Linked DNA regions of Gossypium hirsutum: region 2 is linked to region 1. The links are chromatin contacts, called in public Hi-C maps. All regions are on one chromosome and are shown on one strand. The core of a region is the stretch at or near the end of the contact, and the rest is flanking DNA. Distances in the headings are between cores, read along the strand shown. Region 1 holds the start of LOC107915059 (3-ketoacyl-CoA thiolase 2, peroxisomal). Region 2 holds the start of LOC107915063 (probable pectate lyase 1).

Evidence for each region. Hi-C and Micro-C count contacts between places; a contact is called where the count stands out from the background.
Region 2: a contact with region 1 is called in a Hi-C map of leaf, with 2.5 times the contacts expected there. The contact joins the promoter of LOC107915063 here to the promoter of LOC107915059 in region 1. A contact is called at or near these places in 7 of 34 Hi-C or Micro-C datasets (anther, callus, hypocotyl and 1 more).

What each region holds. Positions count from the first base shown.
Region 1 is chrD10:31,137,575-31,140,270 of Gossypium_hirsutum_v2.1, reverse strand. It overlaps LOC107915059 (3-ketoacyl-CoA thiolase 2, peroxisomal), which reads left to right and starts at 1,348. Exons shown (of 14, transcript XM_016844171.2): 1 at 1,348-1,614; 2 at 1,885-1,961; 3 at 2,082-2,166; 4 at 2,264-2,390; 5 at 2,483-2,581; 6 at 2,654-2,696. The coding sequence starts at 1,519.
Region 2 is chrD10:31,315,195-31,317,890 of Gossypium_hirsutum_v2.1, reverse strand. LOC107915063 (probable pectate lyase 1) reads right to left here and starts at 1,316. Exons shown (of 6, transcript XM_016844176.2): 1 at 1,048-1,316; 2 at 589-642; 3 at 47-130. The coding sequence starts at 1,145.

The DNA.
Region 1 (2,696 bases), core at 99-2,598:
TGAATATGCATGAATTATGAAGTTTTATGGTAGAAAATGAAAGGTTGTTGATAGATAAACAACTTTTGTAAAGTAAATTTTTATGAAATTGTGATTTAGGGACTAAATTGTAAAGATGTAAAATTCATGGAAAAATTCTAAATTTTGTGAAATATATGGGCTGCTATTATGACATGTAAAAATTGGCTAGGCTTGGAATAAGGATTAAATTGCATGAATTTCATTTTTCTGAGCCTAGGGATGAAATCGTAATTAAATAAAAGTATAAGGGAAAAATGATAGTTTTGCCTAAGATGTGAATTGAATTGAATTGAATATGAATTGTATTAAATTGAGTTAAATTTACTCATATAGATCCAGATAGACAAAATACAGAATTAGATCGAGGAAAAGAGAAAGTGTCGGATTAGTAGACAATAGAGCAACAAACACTTGTCAAGATAAGTTCGTGTAACTAAATTATGCATATTTATATGTTTGAATTAAATATTGTATATGTGAATTGTGTAATTGCTATTTATATGAAATTGATTACATATCCGACAAAGCCCGATAAATGTTAATGAAATTTGATGGATACATGATTTCCCGATAAATATTTTATTTTTTTGTAAAGTGATTTACTGGAAAATATTTTCTGGTATTTGATTGAATCTGTGTAAAATATTTTCAGCTGTTTGGCAGATTTCCTGGAAATATTTTTCGAAAAAATTGTTTTTACATATATTGTTATATATTAATAAATTTTTATATTTTAAATTATTTTTACATATATTGCAATGATTTATTTATAATAATACTCAATCATTAAGCTACAATATTAATCGTTATAAATTGAAAAAAATAATATCAAATAAATTATTTGTAATTGTGTTAAAAAACAAGTATTGAATAATTAAAAAAACATGTTACTGGAAAATCGATAAACAGAAGTAATTTTCTACCGGAAATGAAAGAAGGAATGAAAGAGGCGATAGAGAGGAGAGCACAGAAAATGTCATACGGAAATTGAAAAGGTAAGACATTTTCCCTAAAATGTAACCCATTTTCTCTTATTTTGGAGTTCATTTTCCAAATGAAAAATATTTTCCGCCAATCAAACGCTGAAAAAATTAGAAATAATTTTTCAAAAAATCAATTCATTCAATCAAACTGACCAATTTAAGGAAAATGATTTAATACTATAATTATTACGAAACACGGTGAAACGAATTTTAGGTTGCAGGATTGAAGTGTGAAGTACACGCGCTTGAAAGGAGAAGGGAATAGCGAAGGTGAGGCCGAAAAGGCTTACATATCATCGTCATCCAAAATCAGAACTCATAACCCTCCAATTGCTTTTACTGTAATAATTAAATAAATAAAATTAAATCTTTATCTTAATTAGACTTCTTTGTATCCCTTATAAATGTCTTTTGCCAACTTCCCTTGTCCAAGCCTCTTCTTTTCCCATTATTTTTCCTGCATTTTCTCCCTCGCCAAACAGAAATCTTAGTTCATTTCTAGACGCAGGGAACGATGGAGAAAGCGATCAACCGACAGCAAGTTTTGCTTCAACACCTTAATCCTTCAGCTTCTTCTTTTTCGTCGCACCAAAACAACTCTGCCCTCTCTGTAAGATCTGTTTACTATTCTCACCTAAATCTTAGTGTAACTTTGACACAATGACTCAGAATTTTATTCCTTAATTTAAATCTCGATTTCAAATTTTAATAATTTTATTTTTCTATTTTGGGAAAAAAGAAGAAGAATCATCTTTGATAACGTTTAAAACTGCGTTAATATTTAATTTATGGATTTAATTTTGATTATTTGATTATTTCTGTCAAATGATCTCCTTTTGTTTCTCTAATGAATTAAAAAAACTTGACAAAAATTCCTCAGGCATCGGCTTGTTTAGCTGGAGATAGCGCTGCTTATCAAAGAACTAATGTATTTGGAGATGATGTGGTGATAGTAGCGTAAGTAACTCTTTTTGAATTAACTAATTAATAATCATTACATTTTTGTTGTAAATAATTGAGAGATTATTTGGAACTTTTTTTGTTTCAATTATGGAATTTATTATTTTTATTTTACAGAGCATATAGGACCGCGCTTTGCAAATCCAAGCGAGGGGGTTTCAAGGATACTTATCCTGATGATTTACTTGCACCTGTTTTAAGGGTTTGTCTTGAAAGAAATTTTGTTTAGGTTTTTCTTTTTGTGGTCGGTTTTTATTTTTTCCAGTAATTTATTATTATGTTGTTACGTTTGAGTTTAGGCAGTGATAGAGAAAACAAATTTGAATCCTAGTGAAGTTGGGGATATTGTTGTGGGAACGGTCTTGGCACCAGGATCTCAACGAGCTAGCGAATGTCGGATGGCTGCATTCTATGCTGGCTTCCCTGGTATACATATATATCATTGATTGTGTTCTTATGGTTCTGTATTTTGTTATTGTCATGTTGGTTGATTGTAAGCACTTCTTATGGTGATGCAGAAACTGTGCCTGTTAGAACTGTGAACAGGCAATGCTCATCCGGGCTTCAGGCAGTTGCTGATGTAGCCGCAGCGATAAAAGCAGGGTTTTATGAAATTGGTTAGAAACCTATGCTGCTAATGATATTTCTTTATCACATTGTATTTTTACTAATAACTACTTGTATTGTAGGCATTGGAGCTGGGTTGGAATCTATGACCACTAATCCAATGGC
Region 2 (2,696 bases), core at 67-2,566, 180 kb before region 1:
TATTTACATATTTAGCAATTCAAAAGAAATGTTTATAGAGACTCACATGTCAATGATGGTCTCAACCTCGGCTGCTACGGCCTCTGGATCAGCCACAGCATGTTCATTCAAGACCTTAACCTCTTCTGACCTGAAATCCCAATCACACCAACCCAAATTCCAATTAAATAAAATTTATTCTCAATATTTCATTTTAATTTTCTTATTCTCGTTGGTGATTAATCATTCTATGGAACACACTGCTTAAAGGGGATTCACTGTGTCGTCCACCAACAGTACTCCAAAACCGTTACAAAAGTGTTTTTCAAGGGGTAAGAAACAGAAACCCCGTGTGGACCCCTCGACGGGAATTTATAAAATGCCCTTCCTCAATCCTCATTATACAATCTTTTTTTTTTCTATATACGGGAATTGAATTGAGTAACGGAGTAAATGGTTGAGATCTAAGGATCTGGATCTCTACGGATGGGATCGTTATTTCATGGTTAAACGGAGATAAACATAACGGCTGGGATGATCAGAATTGGAAAAAGAAAACGAAAATAAATAAATAAATAAAAAGAAGGCTAGTTCTAAGCTCTACATTACCTAGTTGCCATTGTTGAGTTTTTTGAGTTCTGCAGCTTCTCTATCTCCACAGTGCTGTAAAAATATATAAACATAATATAAATGAAAATTGAAATTTTCTAGTATTTTGCAGTGATGCTCCATTTTCAGTTAGCATTTTTTGAAGAAAAAAAAAAGAGGACTCTGAAATCTCGTTTTCGACGTATTAAGTTTTTGAAGAGGGAATATTAATGGATCCGTTAAAAAGGAAGAGTTCTTTTTTCTTTCTGAGAATGAGACTATTTTTCAAGATCTAAACAATGACAATTCTGTATAGTTTTTGTATTCTAATTCACCATAAAATGACATAATGTAGGCAACAATTTTGCAAGGCAAATTCGAAAACCCGTAAGAAAACACACAATGGAGACTCTCTGTCTCTTTCTTTTACTAAAATAAAACTGAGAAAGCTTGAAAACTGAGTTGAAGGAAGAGAAAGACCTGGAATCGTTGTTGGTCTGTACTGTGGCCATTGCTCCAACAAGAAACAAAAACAGAACAGCTAAAGAAGCTAAAAACCATTTCTTGGAAGCCGCCATTGCAGTTTTCTCCGCTTCTTCGGTACTTAAAAGCTTTCTCTCTATCCAAACAGAGGAAAAATTGAGAGAGAGACAGAGGAAAGAAGGAAATGGTGAAGCAGGGAGAGTCAAGAGTACAAGCTCCAAGCAAACGGCTTTTATAGAGCCACGAGCAAAAAATAAAAAAAGTGAACACCAAAACAGAAAGACCAAACGACGCCGATTATATACCCAAAATATTAAATATTGGAATTTTTTGGGTAGGTTTACTTTAACCAAATAACCTAAGTCACCTAACCGCCACTAACTGTCTCTCTCCCGCACTCTATTTTCACCAGGGTTAAATAAGTATAATTTTACTATTTTAACTGTTGGATAATGCCACGTCAGATATTACGGGCGTACGGTTGGAGAAGGGAGCAGAATGTCACACAGTTTCCTGCTGAATTTGCGGCATTAAATGATGTGTTTTTTAATTAAACCACATTAATAAATATTGGCTTAAAGTATGCTATTAGTCTCTGTACTTTTATAGAATTTTAGATTTAGTCCTTATATTTTAAAATTTAATATACTTGCTCTAAACATCCTGAAACTATGACTCATTCTAAATTGTTCATCAAACTTTAAAATGTTTTAATTACATCCTTAAACTATTAAAATCGTTAATTTAACTATTAAATGAGGTGTCAGATCTTATGTGATATAACTTAAAATGAAAATTTTTAAGAAAATATATATTGTAAAAATGGATGTTGTAAAGATCTTGGTGTTGAGATTTTTGAAACTTCTACAGAAACAATCGTTCACTCTCTTTTTGTTCGGTTTTACTTTATTTTTAGTTTTTAATTGTAAAAGTTACGCAATAACATTTTACTTTTCTTTAAAATTTTCATTTTAAATTATTTCACATAATAATTTACATGTCATTTAATGATTAAATTAACTATTTCAATAATAGTAATTAGAACATTTTGAAGTTTAGGAACCAATTTAGAATGAAGGTAATAGTTTGGTGCAATTAACTCTTAAAAGTTAAAAATTCAACCCTCTTACTTTTCTGATTTAAAAATTCTAGTCCAGATATTATTGTGATTGGTAGTTCCTATCAGAATTGATAAATTTTTTTTATAAAAATATATTATTGCACTGAGAACAGGTAGATTAAGTTAAGGAAACGTTATGAGAGTAGAGGGATTAAGAAGAATTATTATTTAAAAAAGAAGAAGAAATAAATTGGAATTTTGGTGGTAGCAAAGTTACGTGTGCGCCAATCACGGCCTTGAGGAAGTGAGGGGATTTTGACTCCAAACAAGATTCAACTAAAAGGATACGAAAATGATATTCTATTTTCTCTCTCTTCACATGGCTCTTACATATCATTTTAAGTAACATATTTAGACACCCACTAGTAGATATGATTCTAAAAGATATTTGATTTTTAGATGCTTTTAATAATTTGTTTTTATAAATCTTTAAATACAATTCTTTTTATCGTCATTTTATGTGATATTATTTTTTCACCATGTCTAATTTTAAGACATTCTCATGATGTAGATAAAACAATTTGTC